Regions from separate parts of the Rattus norvegicus genome. Here regions 2 and 3 are each linked to region 1. The links are chromatin contacts, called in public Hi-C and HiChIP or PLAC-seq maps. All regions are on one chromosome and are shown on one strand. Each heading gives the region's core, a stretch centred on a gene start, on an enhancer-like site or on the middle of the called end of the contact. The rest is flanking DNA. Distances are from core to core; before and after follow the strand shown.

Region 1 (4,204 bases), core at 950-3,449:
CTCTTCCTCCTGGGACTCAGATCGTTCCAGACGCTTCCTATCCGTACCAGTAGATAACTATCAATGCCTTTCTTTCCCCTTTGTGCAGAAGTCTCTTGGAACACTTGGGCCTTCCTTCTCTGCTAATTAGACATTTTCCCAGACTCAGCCGCTTGGGCGTGGGGGTTGGGGGCTGTCTTCATTATTTTGGTGCTGTCGTTGCCTGCGGTAGTGTTTCCCCTCCTGTAAGCGGCACAACCTGGAATGCTCCTTAAAGGCTGGAGTGTAGCATGGACTGTCCCCACCGTGCTCCCTCATGGACAAGTTGCACTCGCCTTTGGGGGAAATGCATTCTCTGTTCCAAACACCAGACCTTCCACGTGGACTTTGGGATTCTGTGTTGAGTGAGAGAGCAGAACTGAGGGCATGTAGGTCAGAGTCTGGCATGGGATGGCCATGTAAAGGCGCCACGGGGCCTGAGTTAGTGTCTGAGTTTCAGTCTCCCCCATTTAACACTTCAATTCCCACATATGTTGAACACCTCATCTGTGGCTTTGAGTGCAAGTCTCTTCCGAAAAACAGGAACCGTGCTTTGGTTACCAGTTCTTGTGGTCGATACGGCAGGCTATTTTGATTTGTCAGAGGAGAGGAAAAGCAGTTAAATCTAGTTAAAATTAAAGCCAGTTAAAATTAACCGGCTCAAGAGATTTGAATGCAGCTGTTCCACACATTGAAACACGGAGAGTGAGTTGTTTTGTTTTTTGTGTTTTTGTTGTTTTTTTTTTTTATTACCACTACTGATTATTATTGGTCGTAACTTCTTTTTGAGCCAGGGTGTAGACTCTCTGCATGTTTTGGTCTGACAGAGGAAAATAATAAGCGGGTGGTGGCGGGGGCGGTGGGGGGGCGGCAGAGAGTCTTGTGTGTCCCAGTTTTGTTTCGCCCCACAGTGTACCTCTGAATGCCAGTATTGAGCAGTCAGCAGTTCCCACCAGCGGCTTGCTGACTCATGTGCCCCGGGGCCGTGGGGCTCCCTGGGCCGCTCTGCAGTGCTCAGGGCCAGCGTGGCCTGGGAGGGATGGGAGGTCACTGTCTGTGGGTCTGTGATCACTGCGAACTGATGGGCAGTCTTCTTCCCTCTACCCACCACAGCCTCTGGCGGGGCGGGCAGGGAAGCAGGCGCTGAAGTCTGCCTGCCTTTGCAGAAGCAGCGTAGGACACAATAGCGTTTATCTGGGAAAATAAGACTTTCACTTTATTGTTTTGGGAACCTTCAAACCCAGACACATGGGTAAGGAGAGGTCCTGCTGTTAACTACTTAGCCCCCCCCCCCCCAAGGACTTCATGAAATTGGAAGTGGGGCTTCCTTGGCATTGCAGAGACCTGGCCCACATCTCTGTGGGCAGCAGAAACAGGAGGCGGGGCAGTAAGGGGGTGTGACTAGCAGGCCAGTCCCTTGGTGACCACAGCCTTTGTTTGCATCTGTTGCTGGCTCTTGATGTAAAAACAAAAACAAAGCGTCTAGCCCTGGGTCAGGATGATGCCACCTGACTTAGCTGACTCCCTTTGCTGGTTTTGTTTACATAGCTCGGTTTGGGTATTTCATCGGAAAGTGTGAAATGCTGTTTTTCTGAGGTCGCTACCCAAACTTCCTTTTGTGGACGGGAGTTGATCAGATCATCCTAGACTCCCAGAGGATGATGCAAACGAGCTGAGCTGTCACAGGAAAAAGCCTTGCAGGGGCTGAAACAGAGCCTCTTGGTACCCCGGAGAAGTTTCCTGAGGGCTCTCTGACCAGTAATAAAGAGAAAGCCACAGTGACTGAAGCATATGCTGATGGACATTCTCGGTTTCCGCCGATAAGGGGTGACTCATCAGTATCAATAGAATTGTGACTTCTAATAATAACACAGTGTGAGCCCTTCAAAACATGTGGTTTTAGCCCCTGCTCTCAGTGAAAGGTTGGAAAATGTTAGTTTGAGTTCCCCCCCACCCCCCCTCCCGACCTCTTTATGTCACTGGAGTATGAAATCGTGTTTTTGTAGGTGTGATGGTGACCCCATTGTTTTTTTTGTCTCACTGTTTTTAGTTTCATTATGACTAAGAAACCAAAGTGGATTATTTCATCGCTCAGAAATCTGTGCACTAAGCGTTGCCTCTGGGGCTGTGTTTTGAGGGAAATGTGGCTGAAGAGCAGATCCTCCCAGAAGGCAGAAAGGAAAAAACTGAACAGACCACAGGCCGCCAGGATCTGGGCACCTCCTACACAGTCTATTGTGAAGGGCTGTGGGCTTGCTGAGTAGCCCGATTGCCCTGTGAGTCACCGTCAAAGGATTCCAGCAAGGGGGTTCACAGAAAATGAGAGTCAGCCATGGCGGAGAGGAAGCACGCCGCCAGCTTCCACAGCCAGGGCTGCTGCTGTCCTGCGCACCAGCCTGCTCCAGTCTATCCATGGGGCCTTCTTTCTCCTGCTAGTTCGGTTGGTTTTCCCTGCGGGCCCTTCTGTTAGTAGAAGACTCTGCAGTTAGAACAAGGGGATCTCGAGGCTCAGGAGGAGCTTGCCTGTTCACATCGCTGACACTGTTTTGCTCTCTAACCATTTCCCCCTTTGTCCTGAGCTGCTGAGCAGGCCTTCACACCTTCTCTGCCTGGTCAGGGAGGAAAGGAATCCTTCAGACAGCACTCGCTATAGGGTTTTATAAAGAGAGGAAGAAAGGAGGGAAGGATAAAAGGATAAGGAGTAAATAAATACATCATTTGCAGCAGGATTATATAACTGAATGAATGTGTGAATGTATGAATGGATGGATGTGTGCATGTGAGGTAGGTGTGACTGGGGTGCTCCTGGGGACTGTCTCTCCTACAGTACCTGCTCTCAGCCACTGAGCATCTCACAGAAGGATCTTGGCTTGTTTGTTTGTTTTTGTTTTTATTTTATTGAGTGCAGTTTTATGCCAGTCAGTCTTGCCTCCTGGAAACTTCTTTTACAATGGATCTGTTGTCTTACACCTTCTCGTTGGTACTTTGGGGTTTAATGGGATGCTTCTCTGTTGCTGTCTGCTCCTTTTATTCCTGGCGCTTCTCTAGATTGCAGGCTAACAGGAGGGCCACTCAGGGAAAGAGGGAGGGAGTGAATGAACGGGCTCCTTGGGTCTCCAGTTTTAATCCCCACCTGCCGTGTTTCTCTGCCCACAGAAAAAACACAGACTCCTCAGCCTGATATTTAAAGCTCTTCGAACCTGTTTCCTACCCCGAGACTTCAGGTGTATTTTTATTTTGCACGGCTTCCCAGTTGTGAGTTATATTTCGGTTCTGAAATTTTTAAAATTTATTCTGGAACTGCATTTTGAACAAATCTGCACTGACACACTGCAGGCCCCGCTCTTCTTGCAGGGCTCTGTTAAGCAGAACTCTTGTGTCCACGGCAGGCTATCTAGAGACAGGTTGCGGTTGGTGTTGAAGATGACACATCTGCTTCCACAACCACCGTGTGTGCCCAGGGGCCAGAGTGAACAGCAGAGATCAGTGTGGTGGGAGCTGGACAAAGAGAGAGGACAGCGAGAACTGAAAGGAAGGACCACTCTAAAGAGTGGACTCTGAAGAGTCTTCAAGATGGCGTGGGGTTTGCTGAAGGGAACAGTTCCTGTTGGCCTTTATGCTTACAGTGTCAGGGTCACCACCTTGCTAGTCCATGTTAACAGCATCCTGTCCGTCCCTCCTCCCCTCCTTAAGAAAAGGACTCGTTCCGTAGCCCTGGCTTGGTTGGAACTTGCTAAGGAGATTAACTTGGTCTAGAAGGTACAGAGTTCTTCCTGCTTCTGCCTCCTGAGTAGTGGATTAAAGACATGGTCCACCATGCCCAGCAAGCCTTTTTCTTGACTGTTCACAAATTAGACCTCCTTAGAATACAGCACTTAGAAAGGCATGGGGGATTCTAATTCTAGTCCTAGGCAATTATTTTTCTTTTTTTTTATTTTAGTTTTTTATTTATTTTGTTTTATGATTTCTCAAGACAGGGTTTCTCTGTGTAGCCTTGGCTGTCCTGGAACTGGCTCTGTAGACCAGGCTGGCTTCAAACCCAGATATCCACCTACCTTTGCCTCCCTAGTGCTGGGATAAAAGGCATGCCACTACTGCTTGGCTGGTAATTCTTATAGTAATACAAAAAGTTAAAGACATACATGGAGCCTTTCAGCATTATCATTTGAAAAAAAAAAAGCTGAAT
Region 2 (4,204 bases), core at 1,058-3,557, 240 kb after region 1:
GATAGCAAAAAAAAGAAGGAGGCGGAAGAGGAGGGGGAGGGGGCGAGGGGAGGAGGAGGGGGAGGAAGCTCCATGCTAGTTTGCTCAAATGACAAGCATTTATTTCTCAGTGGTGTGAATTGGAAATTTGGAACCAGGGTGCCAGCAGGCCAGGTTCTTGTAAGAGCTCACACCATCATCCGACTGTGTCCTTGTGTGGTAGAGAGAGAGAGAGAGAGAGAGAGAGAGAGAGAGAGAGAGAGAGAGAATATCATCCTGCTGAGACTTAGGGCTTCAATATGTGACTCTGTCGTGGACACAGATGGTTTGCTCCGTAAAACTATGTATCACTAGGTGTTTTAAGATTTGTTCATTTTTAACACAATAATAGAATTGTGTTGCTGTATTATATTTTATATATTTATCTATATTATAATTACATGTGTTATAATTTTACATTGCTTCTGTAGGCTAACATTCAGCGTTAAATCAGCATTCATCTGCATGTTACGTGTGACTCTAATCATCTATTCAATGATATAAATAGATAAATACTGTGTACCTCAGTACTACTGACAGACATTACATTGTTTCTACTAGAGGGTTATTATAACTAATGCTGCCACGAATGTTCTTAGACAATGTTCCACTTAGGAACCTGGGAGTATCTCCACTGTAGCCTAGGAATGGAATGGCAGATGATAACCCACGCAGGCTTCACTAGGCAATGCAAGTGTTTCCAGAGATACTAAGCCGACTCCCTTCAACAAGCAGGAGTTCCTGTTTCTTCACAGCACCTCAAACTTAATATTGTCAGACTTTCCACTTCTTTCCAAGCTGGTGGGTCTGGACAACTTTAGTTCTTTATCATCTTTACCTCGATTCCTTACAGTTGCCACAGCATCGTAGTAGATTTTCCAGGGCAGCGTCTTTGTCGGGTTCTGCTTCTTCACTCACACCACTTTAAATATGAAGTCAGAATGAGCGGCCACTTGCTCATTGGATACTTTGGAGTTTAGAATCTCTCTTTATTTTGATCTGTGCAAAAGATCAAATGGAACAACCCCCAAAGATGCAAAGCTTCTCATGATTGCTCCGTGTTCAAATCTGGGTGGAATTCTCAACAGTGCAATAAAGATAAATTAATTAATAAATTAATTAATTAAAGACATTGTCACTAAGGTGCTAATGAATCCAAGTTCTCCTGAAAGGTCAAAGAAAGTGGACGTCTATACTGAACTAGGGAACCTTTGAGAACTCCAAAGGACTTCGTGATACGATTGCAATAGATCCAGTCTTAGCAGCGCCCTTAAATTTCTGTTCCCTCGGCACCAAGCAGAAGACAGGCAGATGGGAGCATTGAGGAAATAAAGCAGAGGAACAGTTTTAGCTGTGCCATGCCAGGCCCCTCCCGTTACCTGTGTAAGGTGCTAGCGACATTAAGCGACAAGCACAACAAGCGCTCACTCTTGCATTAGGAAAGACTGAAGTTGAACAGCTTTCCTCTTTCAGTGGGAAGTTTGGTGTACTTCGGAAATGTTTCCGGGTCCAACAGGAACACCGACTCCATTTCAGTAGTTCCATGTACTCGCAAGTCTCTGTAGACTTGTAAACTTCCTCCTCCAAAAACTAGCTCTTATGGATTGATAGTAAATAACTTTTTAAATGCTTGATAAAAGCAGAAATTCATTCAGCAATGACTAAATCATTTAGCATCTGGTTCACAGAAGTATTTACTTAATGCGCTGGTTCTGGGAGAAACGTGGAGAAGCAGCGAGTGAAATGGTTTATAATTTACTCCTTTTCTTCACCCGCAAGGCAGATTAATTTTTTTTTCATCCCAAGCATTCTAGACATGACAGGTTGTCTGTAAAATTTAACGTTCTACTTTTTCTTCTTCTTCTTTTTTTTTTTTTTTTTTTTGTGAATTGCAGCTTTTCCGATTTCCCACTGTGGATTTTTTTAACTTTGTGAATTATACTTTTAACACAAGAACCGTTAGACACTTCACTATCTGAATATGATTGCAGTAATGAATGAAGAGTGGGAAAGCTCCTAAGTGAGTCTGCATTCATTAATGCGGCCTGCTTGACTGAGAGGAGCGTGGCCTCCGTAGCTCCTTTTGAGGGGATGAACATGCTACGAGAATAGAGTAGTAATTAGCTTCTCCTGCCGAACCATATGAGGAAATGATTGGGGTGTGTGTGTTGTGCACATGTGCAGCTGGGGTTTTTGGCATCCAGGAAGAATGAGATCAGCCAAAACCCAAACCAGAGCCTTTGGAAAGCTTCCTCACAATCTGACTCCAGCTAATGTCTACATACTTTAACACACTGTCTACTGCTTAGAGTAAAGGACTGGCTGTCAGACTCCTGCATGCTATTCTGGGATGCTTGCTCCCCGCACCGTGAAGTATTTCATTCTTAGATCCTGCGATCCCTGCCGATTTGTTGCATTAGGCAGCAAGTGTTGCTTAATTAACATTAGGAACGGGAGTGCTCTTCAGTTCCACAGGGAAGGAAGAGCCCAGGGCGGATGAGAGTTCACAGAACACCCGTGATGAGGACGGATGAAAGGGCTGCAGGAACAGGGTCCCATTGTGCTCCAACAGACCCGGGGAGGGTGGATACAGTCAGAGATGTAAAGAGCAAGAGGAAGACAATGGGACAACTGTAGCAGGAAGAACTAACCCACAATCAGGTAACGACGTGCAGAAAAAAAAATCACTAAATAAAGGTCTAGCAACCGTTTTTGTGATAATGGATTTCAGTGTTTGCCTAGTGTGCTGGCTAGCTTTTATGTCAGCCTGACACAGGCTGGAGTCATTTCGGAAGAAAATAACCTCAATTGAGAAAATGCCCCCATCAGATTGCTAGCCTATGAGGTGTTTTCTTGATTGATGAGATGTGGGTGGGCCCCTTCTCTCAGGGGTAGAGACCCCTGAGTGGATAATCCTGGGTGGTATAAGAAAGCAGGCTGAGCAAGCCATGAGGACCAAGCCAGTAAACAGCTCTCCTTCATGGCCTCTGCTTCAGCTCCTGCTTCCAGGTTCCTCAGTGACAAACTGCGATGTGGACACCCACGTGAAACAAGCCCTTTCTTCATTGAGCTGCTTTGATCACAGTGTTTTATCACAGCAATAAAAACCTAACTGAGACATCTAGTGTGTGGAGGACCCTGGATTCATTCCCCAGAACTGCCCCAAAATAGACTTCAGTTTATACAGTTTGCTGAACAGAGTTGATATTGTTTAAATGTCTTCAAATCTGATTTGATGGTTTAGCCAGAAGAGCAGATATCCTTGTGGATGTGACTTTTATAACATTCTTTGCCAACTGGGACTCCATATATGGCCGTATCCCTTCTTTTCAAAGGCCAGCTCCCTTAGGAAAAGGCTAGGTCCTCAAGACACCACCACCCTCCCACCCCAGCTCTCTAGGAGCTCTGCAGCCTTGTTTGAGTCCTGGAATAGGATTATCCACCCTCTGCCTTGTTTTGCCACTATTAATGGCTGCAGCTTCCTCGTGGGACATGATTTTGTTTGTCCTCCTCTAAAGTGATTAGGACCCCAGTCAGGCCTCAGTGGGAGCTCAGCTGAATTTCCCTGGTGACTTCTCTTCAGTTCACATTTGCTTGCCCAGGTAATGTTCCCAGGACAAACCCAAGTTGAGGGCCGTAGCCACCAACAGCATCACTTCTCCGTGTTACTCCCAGAGGCTCTCTGATCCTGAGATCTCATTTCCTAAAAGAGACTTTAGTTCAAGAAGGTTGTTGCCCTCCCCAGGGATATCATGGCACATCCTGACAGGTGTTTCTAATTTGGGATCTGCAGAGCAGGTGACCAGAGTCCTGCTTTCTCCCCCATCCCTACAGAAACCTTTGTACACGGTCTACTTCATTTCTTAGATCCACCTCTCCTTTTTATTTGATGCAACTTCTGTGACAATTAAACTGCACTCATAAATTGTCTTCAAAGGCCCTAATTAAAATAGTTTCTGTCAACCAGAAGGTAACATCCCACCCTCTCAATCACTTAGGTCTGTTTCCCTCACAGCCTCCTGGACCGCCACAGGATTTTAGAGCTGCAAGATCACAGCTGGGCTTGTAGTCCATGCTCTGCATTTTGTGATCCTGGACTCGGACAAAGGGAAGCAGACTGTGTGCATTCACAGAGTGGGTCAATGCCACGGCTCTCTCTGTCACACCTCAGTTCCACTCTGGATTC
Region 3 (4,204 bases), core at 1,137-3,636, 180 kb after region 1:
CAGCAGATTGTCTGGGGGTTAGTGTGAGTACCCGGCAGTCTGCCGTGGAGACATTCCTCCCATTAAGGACCAGGGTCTCCCACATGAGATCCAGACTGTGCTTTGTGTGTTTTTTTCCCCTTAAGAAAATGGAAGAATCCTTTTCCTCAGAGCAAATCCTTCCAGGTGACTTTCAGAGTTCCTGGCATTACAGCACGGCTTCAGCACTGGCACACACACATGTGCACACATATGCACACAGGCACACATGCATGCACACACGTGCACACGCAGGCAAACACAGGCACAAATATGCACACAGGCACACATGGGCACACACGGGCACACACAGGCACAAACATGCACACAGGCACACATGCGTGCACACACAGGCACACATGGGCACACACAGGGGCACACACACATGCACACCATTATCTTTGCCAGCCTCACTGCACTTTGCCACTGAAGCTTCTGTGAGAATCATAGACTGGAGAAGGTGATAAATTAGACTCTGGCTGTGATTTCCTACCCTGCCTTTGGGAGGAACGCCAGAGATTCTGAAATTCATCCCGTCGATACACTCTACTTCTTCGTACATAACGGTGGTTTTAGCCTGTCCTTCGTGTGCAATTTGAGGGTAGCAGCCAGGCTGGGCCCATTATTCCTTTGGTTGAATAATATAACGAATTTGCAATGGACATTTACTCTAATGATGTATTTTAAGTGCGTGTCCGCGTTGGTCGTTTAATGCTCTCAGTCATGAAATGCTTTGGAGTTTATGGCTAATGGATAAATCCTCAGAAAAAACTGAAATTCTCAATAAGATTGACATTTGGAGTACGAAATATAAATCTAATGAGAGCGTTTCAACCAAGGCTTGTAATTAGGGCTGAATAGAGTAAATCTGCACATGCCGGCTGCAGAAGGGCGCAGCGGAAGGTGAAATTGCATGCTCTGCCGTGAATAAGCGAGGAAGGCCAATGTATCAGTGTCAGGCCGTGACACCAGAGTATAAATGACACTGTCACCAAGTGCTGCACGGGGCACCAAGGGAATTCCACTCCAATAAATTACATTACTTAGGCAGACCTGAAGGCATTGTACTGGAATGAGAGGAGAAAAGGAGAAAGCTCTCAGCACAAAGCAGAAGATGTTACCGTAGAGTCAACTGCAGGATGCACGTCACTGGCTGTGCGGGACCTGGTCGTGTTCTTTTCTGTTGTTAGCTCATAGAAGTGGCAGGCAAGTACAGTTGGCCATAAGGGAGTGAGTGTAAGTTGATTTCTGTGATCTGGTCAGTGTTGGGTTTTCCTTATTATTGCCATTACAGTCGGGTGGGCGATGGGGGTTGGGGGTGTCCATGTACGTTCACCATTATTTTATTTTCTCTGTTGTGAGAATCTAACCCCACCCCCTTCGGTAATACTGTTCATCTCACTTCCAGCCCCACTGTCATAAAAAACACGTGGTAGCCGTGATCAGGTGGAAGATGTTGTTATCCCAGCTACTGGAGAGACTGAGGCAGGAGGATTGCAGAAGAACTCTTTTTCTCACACTGTGTCCTTTTGTCCCCCTGCAGTAAAGTAGGACTTTATGGGTTGATCTGTCTTAGCATTTTTGGGCAGGGGAGCATAAACGTCCATCGAGGATGAGGTCATCGCCTCACCTACTGAGCACACGCTGGTCTCCTTTTGTCTGGTTGGGGTCTGGGTGCAAGCCCTTGAAGAAGCCAATCATAGTCACTCGCTCGCTGGCTAGAAGTAACTGTTCTCCGGAAAGAGTAGTCTGAGACATCAGCATGGCCTTCTCAGCAGTGTGTCACCCCTGTCCTTCTCAAAATACCCCTAAACAGCCTCCTGGGGGACAAGCCACATGAAGAACATGGGTTCTGCAGGTTGCCTCCACAAAGCTGACGTGGCAGGTGTCCCACCATCTTCCTAAAGTAGCTCACACTAGACATCAGACGCAGTCCTTTGAACTGAATTTTACTCTTTCCAAAATAATGCCGTATCAGGGGCGGGATTTCCTCTGTGCTTTGTAGCTATAGTTACAGACTTTATTCCTTTCATCATGGGACTTAGTAAATCCACCATGGAAAACGAGGTTCTGGAGGGCAGGACGAAGAGAACTTGATGAAATATGACATGTTTTCTATTTTATCCAAGCATACCTGCGCCTCTGGTGCAGCTTATAGAGTACGTCCACAGGACATGCAAGGAAGGCCCTGGGCTCCATCCCCACCATGCACGGGTGTGGGTGTCAGCCTGTGATTCCAAAGCGACGTCTGTGTAAAAGCTTCACATGGTGAGCCATCGTGAAGCCTGGGCTCACAGTCCGCTTACCCATCAGCTACTGTGTGGGAAGTTGGCCTCGGCCGCACTGCCATGTCCCTGTTTCCATCATGTTTCATTTCAACGCACGTTGTATCTGTGCGCTCCTTCTGTCCACAGCATCAGCAGGGAAATTGTATGTGTGTGTGTCTTGGTGTTTACCACAAAGTGACTCCATGGCTTTTTTTTCCTGGCTTCTTGGTGACAACCCAGAGGCTCTTGTGAGCTGAACCCTGGTGAAAGAGCTTTGACAGCATCTAAAATGCTTTTAGCTTCTCTCCATTCTGAAGAGCCTCCTTTGTTCCCACTGCCCTACCCAGGTCTGACTGTTCTCTCTTCTTTCTCTTGCATTAAAATTGGAAAGGGAGCAGGGGGAGCTCCTAAGGAGGAATAGGTCTGTGGAGGATTGTACTCATTCAGAACCTATTCTTGGCTCCCAGAAATATAATGAAGCTGGGCTTTGCGTCCTGCTGAAGCTCCCATTAACGATCCCACTACCTGCCACCTGATTCTGTTTTCCCCAAGGACACCTGGTGTTTCCTCCCTAATATTCTGAATGGACTGGCTTCTGAGTCAGGCACATCTTGCAAGGCAATGAGTCCCGTCGAAGTCCTGGTTCACCAGCGACTCCTCAGCTGTCCTCTGAGGGCTGCATTAGCGGCACCTTCTGTAGACCAGGATTCATCATCAGATGTCAACCTACTCACACCAGCACCTTACTCATATTGCCACGCCAGTGTTCGTGCTGTGACACCTGCTGCCTTGCATGGCTGTGTTCCTGGGTCCCCACTGCTGCAGATGAGAGAGGAAAACATGCAAAGGACAGAGTCCCTCCACCAGAGATCCCACAGGCATGTAACAGTGGACAGTGAAGACATTGTTCAGATATGACTTAAGGACGCAAGCATTTAAACAATGAGCCCTCTTGTGAGATGTGGGGAACTATGCACTGCAAACATTGGGAAGTTCTCTGTCTCGGGGAAGGCAGTTTCTGCCTGGGTTCCAATGCCTGTTACCTTCTCAACAGCCCTTTAGGAGAGGAAAGTTGCTTGTCTCACTATGGCATTCAGACAATTTCTGTTCTAAGGAACACTAAAGTGCATTCCTTTATATAAGTGCAAACTATAATTTATAGAAATCACAGTGCTCCGTTGAATCGTGTCTCCCCGCCCCTCCTTACCTGAAGTAGAAACTCCATCTGTTTGGTAAAAGAAAGCCTTCTTTCTTTGATTTTTTTTTACACTCTGTGTGTGTGTGTGTGTGTGTGTGTGTGTGTGTGCATGCTGTGCACACACATGCACATGTCACTGAACACATGCAGAGAGGTCAGAAGACAACTTGCAGGAGTCAGTTCTGTCCTTCTCCCATGTAGGACGTGGGGCTTGAACTCGGATGTTAGGACTGACAGCAGGTCCCTTTTGAGCATCTCACCCACCCCTCTCCTTTCTTTGAATAATATTTATTTCTTCCAAATGAATAAAGGGGTACTTTAAGTTGCTTAGATTCGTAATGAGGCTTTAGGGCTTGATGATAATTCTCTGAACACTGTGGCATTGCTGGAGGATGGGGAAGGAGAAGTCCTGCTTTGAACACATTTTAGTGTTGAACCTGTTTTTATGTATGCATTGAGCCTTTAAGGGAGGCCTGGTGTATAGACCTACACCCTTGTTAACTCAGGCCAGTGTCTCTGGCAGAACCCCAGAATTGTCTCAGTTTTGATATGGAATATGTGACGAGGGTGGGGCGCATACGTTGACTGGCCAGAGGTGCTCTGTCACAGTATTAAACATACGATTAAACTATTCTGGCTGCCAGTTTAACATGTTTGTGGATCCCTGTATTCAGCACCCATTGCAGACTCCTCCTGACTGAAGAAATGTTTCGACTCCATC

The links. A called contact is a pair of places that touch in the nucleus more often than the background predicts. HiChIP or PLAC-seq counts read pairs in DNA pulled down with a chosen protein or histone mark.
Region 2: an H3K27ac HiChIP or PLAC-seq map of oligodendrocytes shows a contact between it and region 1, with 9 times the contacts expected there. The contact joins two enhancer-like sites. A contact is called at or near these places in 1 of 12 Hi-C or Micro-C datasets (mammary epithelial cells) and 1 of 1 datasets of contacts at active chromatin or transcription factors (oligodendrocytes).
Region 3: a Hi-C map of liver shows a contact between it and region 1, with 5 times the contacts expected there. The contact joins two enhancer-like sites. A contact is called at or near these places in 4 of 12 Hi-C or Micro-C datasets (frontal cortex, kidney and liver).

Annotation. Positions count from the first base shown.
Region 1 is chr5:51,444,417-51,448,620 of GRCr8, forward strand. It overlaps a transcript of Bach2 not described here. Among named protein-coding and RNA genes, the nearest start is that of Bach2, 67 kb to the right of the region's middle. Within about 2 kb of position 2,200, at least 63 of the 93 cell types and tissues checked have an H3K27ac peak or open chromatin away from gene starts, as enhancers often do.
Region 2 is chr5:51,679,799-51,684,002 of GRCr8, forward strand. The region is part of intron 2 of Bach2 (BTB domain and CNC homolog 2); the gene reads left to right. Among named protein-coding and RNA genes, the nearest start is that of Gja10, 120 kb to the right of the region's middle. Within about 2 kb of position 2,308, at least 37 of the 93 cell types and tissues checked have an H3K27ac peak or open chromatin away from gene starts, as enhancers often do.
Region 3 is chr5:51,627,890-51,632,093 of GRCr8, forward strand. All of the region lies in intron 2 of Bach2 (BTB domain and CNC homolog 2), which reads left to right. Among named protein-coding and RNA genes, the nearest start is that of Bach2, 120 kb to the left of the region's middle. Within about 2 kb of position 2,387, at least 28 of the 93 cell types and tissues checked have an H3K27ac peak or open chromatin away from gene starts, as enhancers often do.